2 separate regions of the Anas platyrhynchos genome follow, and region 1 is linked to region 2. Evidence: chromatin contacts called from public Hi-C data. All regions are on one chromosome and are shown on one strand. Each heading gives the region's core, a stretch centred on a gene start, on an enhancer-like site or on the middle of the called end of the contact. The rest is flanking DNA. Distances are from core to core; before and after follow the strand shown.

Evidence for each region. A called contact is a pair of places that touch in the nucleus more often than the background predicts.
Region 1: a contact with region 2 is called in a Hi-C map of subcutaneous adipose tissue, with 2.1 times the contacts expected there. The contact joins two enhancer-like sites. A contact is called at or near these places in 2 of 8 Hi-C or Micro-C datasets (skeletal muscle and subcutaneous adipose tissue).

What each region holds. Positions count from the first base shown.
Region 1 is chr3:41,883,768-41,890,328 of IASCAAS_PekinDuck_T2T, reverse strand. No RefSeq gene overlaps it. Among named protein-coding and RNA genes, the nearest start is that of TRNAI-UAU, 18 kb to the left of the region's middle. Within about 2 kb of position 1,323, at least 5 of the 8 cell types and tissues checked have an H3K27ac peak or open chromatin away from gene starts, as enhancers often do. A contact at or near this core is called in subcutaneous adipose tissue, where this site is marked.
Region 2 is chr3:40,894,461-40,901,045 of IASCAAS_PekinDuck_T2T, reverse strand. It overlaps THADA (THADA armadillo repeat containing), which reads right to left. Exons shown (of 39, transcript XM_027454105.3): 23 at 2,430-2,562. Among named protein-coding and RNA genes, the nearest start is that of THADA, 30 kb to the right of the region's middle. Within about 2 kb of position 1,700, at least 1 of the 8 cell types and tissues checked has an H3K27ac peak or open chromatin away from gene starts, as enhancers often do. A contact at or near this core is called in subcutaneous adipose tissue, where this site is marked.

The DNA of each region.
Region 1 (6,561 bases), core at 74-2,573, 990 kb before region 2:
TCTCCAGTTCACTGAGTGAATGATGAAGCATAGTAGTCTTCCATTTCTCAGATGGGAAGAGGGATAATTGCATGGCAAGGATCAAGTTTTAAGGTTTAGCTTTCAGCTAAAGCAGTAGCTCAAACTTGATTCTCTGTGGTCCTTCTCATCTTATCTGTGAACACTTTGTGTTTGTTGGCTCTATTTTCTTGCTGCTGTAACATCCCACAAATATTTAAAGGATTCATCTATAACATCCCTCCGAAATGAAGACATAATATCCTCTTCCTACAGATAAGGAACAAAAGCAAAAGGATCTGTGTCTCCTTGGAGTTGGATATTTAGCATATTTAACTTCTCTGGGCAAGAACAGAACAAGCATACAGTATTTGCTTCTATGTAGGATTTTTTAATATTTAAATTTTAAAATCTTTCATTTTTATGTTGAAGGCTGCAGTTGTTCATAAAAGTTGCAGTGGGAATAAGAACAGTAAAAAAAAAAAAACTTATCACTGAAGACACATGCCTTTTTGAAGTTGTACTTGGACGACTATTTACTTGCATCCTCTGGAACATCCCATTAACCAGCAGGATAGTGTCTTTATGACTCAGCTCCTAAATGAGAAAATTTTTCTCCATTGTGTAGCATGATAGTACAGAGCATGTATTTAAAGTGAATTGCTCGGGAATTTGTTTAGACCTCTGTTTCAATGTGGTATTTTGAATGTCTAGGCTGTTTGTTTTGAAGTCTAATAAAGCCACGTGTTTCACCTGAATTCAGGCAATACAAAACTCTTATTAGGATTTTGCAGAAATATGATACTATACCTACACTTATCCTTGTAGGATATGGGAAATTCAAAACTACTTTTAAACAGATAAATTATACATTGAGATGTTGAATTCATGATGTCTAATATTTTCTGTGGCTCCTCTCATATTTTAATATCTGGAGTAGCAACAGAGTAATTATACTACTTTAACCCCTTATTGCTATTCATGCCTATATTCCTTTTTCATATACATGGAATTTTAGGCTGCTGCTATCTGATAGCTGCTTGTGATAGCACCCAGTTCGCCCTTCCTTTTGAGAAATCCCACATGCTCAAACAAATCAGTAAAATGAACAACCCTTCTCTGTAAATCTTAAGGAATATGTTCCCTGACAACCCAAAGAGCATTATGCCACCCCTTATGGCAATTTCAACATGTAATTCTGTCACTTAATTCAGAAATGCAGAAGGGGAAGTGCTACTGTAAAGGGATAACCAGATCTGAAACACCAGCACATCTTGTGGCAGCACACATCTCCTACAGAGCCAAGGGTTTCTCAGAAATAGAAGCAGGGATGGTTCTCTGCTTAGCAAAGCAGGCAGATCCAGCTGGCCCTCGGGGAAACAGTGGAGTTCTTCTGGTCTGAGGTTTCACTCTTCTCTTGCTGCAGTTGGAGATCAAAGTGGATGCAGCAGCAATTCCTTTGTCATTAGCACACTTGCCACAGGCCTCTGCTGCCGATAGGGAAATGTGTATGGGAGTGAGACTGTGGTTTTTGACTTTGCCCTATGGCTTTAAGAGGAAAATTAGATCTTATTTGACTGGCATTTTTGTTGCGCTTCTTTTCCAATAGAATTAAAGTGACTTCCCAAGATCCAGTGTTTCTGTTTCCAAGTCATAACTTTTTTCCCTTGTTGAAGCAGAGAAGGTTAAACAATGCACAGCTCTTTTGTGTGCTGTGGGCTTTGTCGGTGCTCAAGCTCTGCAACCCTGTGGCTGCTGGACTTGAACCAAGTCTTTGTGTGTTTGCTTCATTTCTGTTGTCAATCAGTTCAGGTATACTAGCACATGCTTTGAAAATTCAAAAGAAGCAGAGGTGGTAATTCAACTTTGTTTATGTTGTCTAAATCAGTGGGGGTGCAATACATATTTGAATCCACATAGGTATGTGTGTGCCTGTCATTTTTACCTTAGCAAATAGAAGAATCTGGCCAGAAAGTAGAGCACGCTGTTATGCAAGCTTAATATTCTAGGTCATCCGTAACATAGCTTTGATAAAACTAATGCTCGCTCATCTATTCTGTGGACAGTGGTACTCAGTGCAAGACTTATTACTTTAAAACATTTAGTTTTACGTTGGGATTTCATCATTGTTAAAAGCTCTTAAAAATCTAATAAATCACAATTTGAGGTAACAGGCTGTCCAAAAGATGAGAAACAAAATTTGTAGGTTTCCAGTCTCTCTGGGCACTGATAATCATTTACTTGACACTATCTGCTGTGCACTAGAACTAGAAAAAAAAAATATGAAAGGTCAGTTATCCTCTGGCAGAGGAGCTGGTAAGATATTAAAATAGGTTAACATAAGCCAGAGCTGGCAGTGATTTAGACTTGTGGTAGGTAATATTTATGAGAACTCACAAATGTCTAAGCAGTCCTGCCAACTTATTACTTATCCTTTCAGTCCTTACAAAATTAAAGTTGTTTCTTCAGTGTTTTGGCATTTATGGCCTATACAAAAATGTTCATTTCTGTTTATTTTTACAGAAAGAGATTTCTACAGCTTCTATGAGAGAATGATCATGATGGGATTAGCATTTTTTTCCCCTAATTGTTTTCTTTCCAAAATCGTCCAGTTACAATTACAGAATGTTCTGATTTTTTCTTTTTGTTTCTTTTTTCTTTCCCTCATATGACTCCAAGCAAAACTTAGTTTTGCATTTGTTTTATGGTAATACCAATACTGTACAGTCTCTCTGGTTAATGTCTTTTCAGTAATGAGCTTAGTGATGTCTAAAACCCAAATTCATGGAAAATTCTGCTGGAAAGCCTGAGAAAGGTCATGCTTCTGCTTTCTGCATCCACTGGAAGCGTTCTGTGGAAAGCTCAGCAGAGCATCTAACCAGCTGCTTTACTGAGATGAAATAAAGGTAATAGGATGTTGGCTTCACTAATAACACTGTTTTCTTTATTTCCCCAAGCTAATAATTTGGATCTGTTTTATAAACACTGTAAGCTAGTTAATGATCCTGTGTTGAAGGCATAAGGCTTGGCAAGGACCTGCCACATGACTATTCACGCTGGATTTGGACCTCAATCTTCCTGGTCTTCCTACAAAACTGTCTCCTTACCATACCCTCTCTTGCTGGCAGAGGAAGCTGAATGTACTGATGCTGTGCTTGTGTGTCAGTGAGCTCCCAGGCAGAAAACATGGAGAGAGACCCAGAAGCACTAGTGAATAATGCAGCTGGAGGTCTCAGACTCAGCTGGCAGCAAGTTCTGCTCCTTCGTCTGTGTTCTCCCTGGATGCCCATGTGTGCCACTGGCACCTGCACAAGTCACCTCCAGAGGTTCTTGCAAGCAAGTACATGCTGTGAGTGCAAGATCTCTGAAATCTCAAAATTGGTACAAACTGAGGGTGCTGAGCAGTCAACAGCATCAACATTTGAGGTTTTTTAGTAGCAATGGGAAACCTGGCTATAGTACTTGTCAGCACCTGTCTGCTGTGACATTTCTAGATATAGACAGGAGGAATGCTTGAAAAACTTAAATGAACTGAAATGTGGAGCTGTATTTTGAAGACGGGTTTGATATTCATTTTGACATAATAAGGTAGTAACATCTATATTTATCCGCATTTATAAAGCGTAGGTCTAGAGCCTGTAATAATATGGACAAGAGACCTTTCTGATTTGTTGAAGTGTTTATAGCAGGGTCAGCTGTGCACTGGAATTAAGTTTCTCATACTGCTGTACTAAATCTGTTTAGGGGTAGGAAGAAATCAAATAGTGATGCCCTTCAGAGGCAACTTGGTCAAACCAATTCATAGCAAGCAGATTTAGATTTGAATTTTACTTCCTCTATCTTCATGTTCTGAAATGCATTCTCTATTTGTGTAAAACTGGCACTTCTCTTGCTCTGGAGCAACTCCATCATCCATAATGCAGTTGTCCCAGAGAAATACTGCGTAATTCAGACTTGTTGCTGATCCTGATGGGAAACAGTGGGACAGATAACAAATCAATTCTTAGCATGTAACATAAAAGTCCTCATGCATTTCAACATAAAAATGCTCTTGATTGAGGTTACTGGCTTTGCAAAGAGTCAGACAAAGTTGCTGTTCTCTCTATTTGAAGTTTGAAAGTGAAATGTTGAAAATGCAGCTTTGTGTTAGTTTATGCAATGAGTCCTGTTAGCTCTTCTTGTAATATTTCTCTGTACTGGATGTAGACCTCAAAAGAGGAGCCAAAGGGAGGACCAAATATTTTATCAGTTTGGACCTAGGATTGATGAAAGAAGGAGATTTGCTTAAGGTAGCTGGGGGAGCTGAAAGAAACAAACTGATGTCTAGTCAAAAATGGCTGCACTGATAAATTATATCACTGTCTGTTCTAATGAAGCCTAGGGGAAATCAAATTATATAAGCATTTGTCAATACCTTAGGGAAAGGCAAAATGTGTTACTGGATTCTTCGTTTTTCATTCACACATGCCTCCCTCAAATTTATTGTGTAAGAGTCATGAGTGGTGCTTGAGCTGGGTGGAAAATAATTTCCCCATTTCATGTACTTTTGAGTTTGTAACTATTTAAGAGTGTCAAAGTCTCCTTTGCTATGAAAAGATAAATTTACTACTAAATAAGTTTTTTTCATTTAGCAATTTTAATTTAATCACTTTCTATGTTTAAACTTAAAAGTTGTGTAAACAAGGATTAGCTAGAAAATGATGAATCAATTGCTAGAACTTTGTTCCCAACTTGATGAGTCAAATCTGGCACACAGTCCCTTGATTGAAAACCGAATTTTTCCTTGTTTTGCAGTGGAGTTTGGGTAGGAAGAGGAAGAATATTAAACCCACCTTAAATTATTAAATATGATCTGGATAGCAGAGAACAACACCTAACAGATCTATGAATTACAGGTTTAATTCAGTTCTTCCCCCCTTCCCTGCCTTGGCTGTAAAGTCATCATGACAAATGGTGTTATTTCCCTTCTCGGCATATGCCACATGCTGCTGGAAAATACGCAACAAAATGTAACGTTAACATTTCCCTGACACTTCTAAAATTAAACAACTCCTTCAGGGGAAGGAAGCTTCTTGTTAATTTATGTATTCCTCAGCTTTCACACTGGGGAACGAGGGTGGACACCACCCATAGCAACTGCTTAAACCAAAGTTATTTCTAGATTAATACAAATACAGAGTAAAACCTGATGAACAGAATGCTTGAGTGATGATTTCTTAAAAACAAAAAAAAAAAAAAACAAAAAAAACCATGGTAAATATCCATTTGTCTCCATGTGTTGACTATATTCCTCAATATTTTGTTCTACTATAATGTGCTTCTTGAATTAATATATTAAACTGGTAGTATATGGACTACGAAGCAAACTCCATTTGTATTTTTTTAATGGGAATAACTGCCAGTAGCTCTCTGGATGTACCTCAGTTGGCTAGGCTACTCCATCAGGGTGCCTGCTCTATATTTCCTTAGCTTGGGAGAGCGGACTTTGAGACTTTCTGGCTGTAGAGTAGGATAGTTAGTGGGCTGCTTTGAAAGGGAGGGAGGGAGGCAGGGGAGAGCTGCAGAGCAGATTGATTTGGGTCTTTGGTGGTGGGGGTCCATTTTATTAGTTCTTATATCTGCTGCAGTAGGTCTGTCCAGAAAATGATCAGCAGCTCATCTTGTACTGGGAACTTAGTGCATCTCTGGACTGAAGACACTAAAACTCCACATGTAAAGTACTGGATAGATAGGAAAAATACTCTGACATAATAAACTTATGATTTGGCTAATATGACAAATTCTGGTTTATGGTTTCATTGAAAAATATGCTGCTGTTTTACTCATATCTTACTCCTTTATATCAATCTCTACTGAAATACATTTATTTTGTACAAAATTTTGTTTTAGTTTCTTTTGTATTTGCTGAAGGCAGACTCATGAGCTCAGGTACCTGCTTGTGGTGGCACCTTATGTGTGAAGGTGATCTTGAGTGGTGGCCCATCCGTTCTTGTGGTCCCAGATGCTGCCATAACGGATGTTGTGGGGTTTTCTGAAGAAGTCATACTTTTCACTAGAACAGACAAATGTAGTGTGTGTGGTGTGGTTGGTTTTCTTTTTTTTTTTTTTTTTTGTTCTTTTCTGTTCTTCCTACCACAGTAGCATGTAGCAACAAGAAACTAACTTGTCTTAAGGGTGAGGGGGTTTTCTGGAAGTACAAACCAGTCACTATAGCAAAAAGGGAAGCTATATATTTTGAGCAGCCAATTATTGGAAGTACATCCAGATCTCACTCCTGTGTAATCTCCTGTTAACCTTAATGATCTAGACAAAGAAGAAACTTCAAATTCTCAACTTTGTTGAGAAATTGGCACAAAGTTCCTCTTTGTGCATTTCTTCATGTGATGTCTATACTTTCACTGTCTGACTTCTAATCCCCCTTCCCACCATTTCTCCCTGGGGTTTTTGGTGGAATAGTCCTTACTGTACACTGCATGAAGGTAAGAACAGAAATATTTAATTTTGCTCATCCTGGTCAAACACATTTGTAGGGAAGATATACATTTCAAGTTTGTTCAAAACCCT
Region 2 (6,585 bases), core at 451-2,950:
TGTATTAATATTAATAGTCATAAATAGTAAAATAAAGTAATGTGATAATGTAAGTTATCACACACATAATCAGATTATTTATTGCAACAAAAGTATCTGCCATATTATACATGCTTATATTTCCTACTATGGACAATTTTTTAGCCTAATAATATACGTATTTAAGATGACATGGCCTGGCTGAAGAATAAAACCTGTTTTTCAAAACAGGATAAAATAAGCAGCACATTTTTGAAAAGAGAGAAGAGATGCATCAACCTCCAAATAGCAACAGTTTAATGGGTGCCAACATATCCAGCTGAGACGAAAATACTCTAATTTAATCCTTCAGTTCAGGACTGGAGTTAAAACAGTCTCTCACTCTGTCCTAGCAGCTCTTGTCGAATTTGTCTGACTTAGCACAAATGGATAATCATAAATCACTTATTTCTAATAAAAATGATTATCCATTTGTGTTTTGGGACCCAGAGTCTGTTCAGCATCAGTTCAAACAAGTTATTTAATAGTACATTACATTGCTTAAAAACAACCGAACGGAAAAACTTCAAGCCAAATGAAGTATAGAGGTTAGGCAGATACCCAGATGGAGTCAATGTCATTTTATCAGTGTCTTTAAGAACGGGAGAAACAGAGAGGGAAGAAAAAAACAGTATTTATGAAGTATAAAGCAGACAAAGATTCCATAACCTAAGAACACCGAAGCTGTAAGTAGCATTTTCCCACCATTTCCTCACCCTTTGATTGGAGCTGTACCTCTGTACAGCTAGGTAGTCATATTTCTATTTTAAATAGGTCATTTAATATGTTCATAACCTTAAAATTACATATTATCATTAAAACAGATGTGTTCTACTAAAACAAGAATAAATGTCACAGGAAGCAGATGGCAAACAGACCACAATGAGTCTTGATTTTATGCATTAATAAAATAACCTTATTACAGTACTGTTAGCATATGCATTACAATTTATATTTTTATTATCTAAATGCAACATGCTATTTAAGGCTTAATTTGTTTTACTGAGTACTACAGACACATTCAGAACTACTGGCAAAGAGCTCCACCAACTTTCCTTACAATAAAATTATAGTTCAGAAATAAACGACTTCAGACTAACCCCAATGTTCACTTCAAACCTTCTCATTAATTGCCTAGATTAACTTCATACTCTTCCAGAGCTGTCAGAACCAAGGCATGTGACCTATTTATCCTAACAGCTATGGCACAATGGAAGCTTTGCCATATGGACTCAGCAATGTAGGCCAACTGCAGACTACACAAATGTTTTCTGCAGTGGGATACTGTTGGGTCCACCTAGTTCTTACATTGAACAGCGTTAGGTTTTACATGAAAAATTGATTCAAAGACATTTGTTCTTTCACATTCTAAGGATTAAAGCTGGCTACTGCCCACTGGATTCAAACTTTGTGGTGTGAATGGGGAAACCAGCAGACATGAAGTCACCAAATCTATTTTGCAGAAACTTTGCAGATATAAAAGGGAAAATCTTTAACCACTGAAGTTTAAAAGGAAAAACCATCCCTAAAACCAATGCTCTGTTTGTGATCTCTGCTATGTAGTGCGCACACATCTAGCAAAGCCAGGAGTAGGCTGTGACTGACAGAAGAGAGGTCAGACAGAAGCAGGCTGCCTCAACTTTCTCAGGGCAAACGCGAAGTGGAAAACAAGCAAGACAGATTACTCTGGCAGTGAGAGCTTGCTCCCAGCAGTCCCTCACATTCTTGGAACATGCCTGAGAATATGCTTCAGCGAGTGGAGAAAGTTACAAATCACGTAGTTATCTTGGATTTCTGTCTTAGAAAACTGGCTGAAAACTAAGATCGTGAAGGTTAATTTAGAGGAGAACAATCGTGTCTACTTTAATGAAACAAAGGAATGGGAAGAGGTAAGTGTTGAGATTTCCATGTCACATCAACCAGTAGTGACTGACATCACTTGATCCTGCTTCACAACAGTTGAGAGGACTTCCCTAGTTTTTTGTAGTATTTTCTAGGCCACCATTTTACAATTCAATAGTTTTCTCTTCGTATTTTAGCACCCGACCACTTCACATGCACAGAGCTACACGGTAACAAAGCTTTACTTAATCTTTGAATTAATTTATTAATTTGCAGGGATTATTACAGTAGTCACACTGAGCCTGCAGCTCTGTCTTTAGAAATGCTTCTGAATCAACAACAAGCTGAAAATCTGTGCAGTCTTACGAGTCCATAGGATTGTTAAACAGCATCAAACATGGCTTAATTACATTTGGCTTCCTGATTGCACAAAGACTACCAAAATCTGCAGATAAAACAAAGTAATTGCCCCAAAGGGGGGCGAAGTACAAAATATATATACATACTAACCAGAGAGGGCATTAAAAAAAAAAATGTATCAAATCAGGCACAATAATATCATTTGGTACCTGAATGTAGAATGGAATTCCCGCACTACGTCTGGTTGCACATAACGTCGATGAAGGATCACAGGATTTGATTTCTTCCAACACACAGCTTAGCCACTGCTCTGGCATCTTGCGCAGACTCCTACTGTTGCATCTACATGAAACAAACAAGAAACGTGAAACAAATAAATAAGAAACTAGGACAGAGTCAATGCTGTTAATGACCTTAAGAAACAGTTCCCTCTAAATGTAAACATCTCCAAGCACACATGCAGAATTCTTAAGAAATATGATAAACTTCAAAAGAAATTTTACTTTTTTTTCCCAATGTTAATACAAATTATGTTAAGCCTTCTTGTTAAGTGACACTGGGAAAAGGTATTTCACTAGACAAACAGCAGGACTCTGTCATTCAGCAGTGCAACACATCTCTTCAACCAAAACCTATTATCCTACTTCGGAGAAGAAAACAAAGACATACACATCAGTTACTGTGTAGGAAAAGACACTTCAAAAAGTCCTGTCCTTTTTGTCACATGGTAGCTGATGTATGACCCTTACATTAACTAGTACATACAACTGTTATTAATAACCATACACAACAAAATCAAAGCCTTGCAGAGTAAGAATGGCTTGTGGAAATACCCCTGCAAACCTCAGAGCAGTGAACGGAATAAAAAACAAGACATAATATTCTGTTTACAATATTGAGTCAGTCAAACTTTTCTTAAAGCACCTAAATTGCTCTCCTGTCATGAAATACTTCTCTGCAGTTACAGAACTGGACGCTACCTGAAAACAAAGGACTTTCAAGGACAAGGAAAACTCTCAAGTCTACTTCAATTCCTCACTCTGCCCAGTTCAATGAAATGCAGCATATTCAGTGTGAAAGAGCAGCTCATTAATCTTCCATCAATGTTCCAAAAGGATCATTCATAGGTACAAAAATTTCTATTAACAGGACACATCACTCAGAACAGCTAAAAAAAATTAATCACTGTGGGCAATATAACTGCAATTAACTGCATAGGGCTTGCCAAAAAATGTAAGCTATAATTAAATTCATTATCAAGCAGTGAGACCTCACAGTATGGCCACAGTCTAGTCTTCTGCCTATGTGTTGGTAATAGAGAATGAAAAGCTTAAATACAGCAGGTAAGGATGTGAATACCAAAACTGAACATGAGGTCTAGATCTTCTACCTCCTTCCTTACCCTCCTCTTATTACACTTCTTTGCTTCCCACAAAGCAAGAATTTAGGACAGCTAAAACCCTGATATGGGACCATAAATGAAGCTTTCATCCGTAGTGTGAACCTCCTTTGCTTCCTTTACAAAAAAAAAAAGGGAAAAATTAATAATGCTCAAAATGGAGGTCACAGAAGCACCAGATAGATCAGCAGAAGCCACAGCAGATTTTTTGCTCTCCAGTAATTTCCTTAGGATTTCCATCATAGGTTTTTCACCCAGCTGACAGGCCTCCCCATTTTCTAGGGGTAGCACCTCTCTATTAAAACTGTTGCCAGGATGTGAACCATCAGTACAAAAAGCAAGAGAAACCTGGCTTTGCAATAGGTATGCCACATAGTACAAGAGCATAAAAGGCCACTTCCTTCCCCAAGCCTGTGACAGAAGCAATTAAATTAACACCTTCCTCTGAAAACTAAGGGTCAGTTTTTGTTCCTTTTCCTTCCTCTGTTATTTTCCTCGTTATTTTAACCTTGTATTCCTTTGCTAGCTTTGGATTCAAAAGCAGGATTCAACTCTAGGGCTGAGAACAAACCAATCTTCTAGGGAGCTTCTCCATGGGTCTCTCCAGCTAGGCTGTGCTTTACAGCTCTTCACCCAAGCCAACACACCCCACAAAACCTGCTGCTTCTGCTTACGCCTGCGGCTGGTCCTGCCTCCCGAGCTGGGCAGAAGTTGAATGTCTTTGTTCAGTCATGCCAAGATCAGTGCTAATCTCTGCAGCATGTTATCGCAGCATTAAAACAAACATTCCAGGACGCGTGTTCACATCTGCTGTGGCGCAGAAGAGCACAAAATAAAGCACAAAGGAAATATTTAAAAGTTGCTACACAGCATACTGAATATTTTATACTTCAGTAAACCGAGGGGTTTTTCCCCCTTCGGTAGTAGCATAAAGAAGAAAAATATACTGAAATCCACTAAACTCTGGACTCCCTTAGATCTGTATTGCTTTGATCTTGCCACAAGTAATTCTACCTTGTTCAGTAACCCACCAAAGCCCAATTCCATAAAGTATTTTTTTTTTTATTTTAATGTGGAAGTATTATTACTTTAAAGTTAAAAAATAAAAAATAAAAATTGGAGACTATTGACTTTGCAATGGAGGAGACTACTCCCTTCAACTTGGCAGCTACGTCTCCTTATGGTCTGGCAAGAAGAGTATCGCCTGAAGAAGCAGGTGGCCCTACATTTTAAGGATAATGAAGCTTTACAATGTAAAAATTGTGATCAAAAGCTGAAGTGTCGTTTTCCAGAACAAAATAGTGACTTTTTATTTCTAGATCAAGTAAGTGATGTTGGTAATTAAATTATTACACAGTAACTTGATATATAAGTTACTTAAGATGCAGCAAGGGAAGTATTTCCACAAATTTCTGTCTGTCTGTCTTCCGGTTATAAAAATTTCATACATGCCCAAAACAGTTTCTGTGGTCAGTTTCAATGACTCCAAAAAGCCTGGCAATTCAAAGTTAAAGCTAAACCCCTCTCCCTAGCTCCTATGGCTGTACTTTCTCTTATCCAAAATTAATGGTGTGTTAAGAACAAAGGGTCAAGCTTGGATCTGGCTTTCCTGGATGTTGGTGGTTTGTGGCATAAACTTCACATAAGCAGAAGCATTTTCTACACGGGTACATCCAGAATTCACTGTTTCCAATCACTGTAATCTATGCCTCTCTGGGGAAAAGGGAGGGGGGTTCTTTCATCATTTTTCTCTCTTAGCAGAGCTGTATTATTATTTTTCCATATATGTGAGGTGATTTCTATTCTTCATAGACCTAGTCTCCATACTGCCCTTCTCAGACAAACAAGGAGGCAAGAATCTAGAGCATCAGGAACAGGAGTGTTCAAGGTGTAAACCAGCCTAGAGAAAGTCTGCTTTTAGGAACAGCTCCTCTCAAGCTATGGAGTCCTTCCATTTGCATCCTCCCTTTCATAGCACCTGCTCTAAAGGAAGCAAAAGTTTCTAAGTGATACAGCTGCACTCACAAAGCTGCTGTTTCAGGGCTTCTCTAGCACTAATGCTGAGCAGAGAGAACCTTGCATAACCTCCAAAATCTCAGAAAGACAGTATCATTAGCCCAGGCTCGCTCTTTCACCAAGCACAGAGGAAAAGAAATAGTGAAATATATGAACAGAGAGTTAAAAATTAATATGCCTTTGAACTGAGCAGTGCCTTACTATTATATATTGCATTTCATGATATACTGGACGTTCACTGAGTTCAATTTAAGCTCTGTTTCTTTACAAATGATCAAAATCCATTACTCCTGAATAAGCATATCGTGCTGCATGGTGTAATTCTTCCCATACCTTCCCTCTGGTAACTTCAGTGAAGCAAAGCAGCACAGGCAGTTATGCAACACCATACTTTTGAGATTTCCATGAATTCTTTGTTCTACTTGATCTCGCAGAAAAGCTCCCCCCAATAAAATAAAGTCGAAACAGACAAAACAACATTTACAACAAAGAAGTGCTGAGGGTATTCACGTGGGTTCTTACAGACCCAAACAGATGCCAGATGTCTTCCAGGATAGTTTGCCTACCTACCAGGTTACTGGGCCAAATGAGCACCTGTTATTTCTCAGGGCCTATGACAGGCTGTCTGAAAGAAGACTGCTCGGATCCTTGATATGAATGCTGCTGATCTTGTAATTGTACAGCCTTCAGAAGGTGGACAGACAATATTAAGCAGGCTAAACAGAAGGAGCATCACACCAGTAGAAGGAATGTGAACAGAGAAAGTGAAGAATGGGAACTGACATATTTTGAACAGCCTCAGCAATTTATATCCAAATGAATGTCAGCACAGAGGTCGGATTTCATCAGGTTCCTAAGAAATCTCTGTGCAGGAATGATTTTTCTTTGACCACTAACTCAGACAAGCCTGAATATCACTGCTCTGTCTAGAGACTCTACTCTTGGTTGTT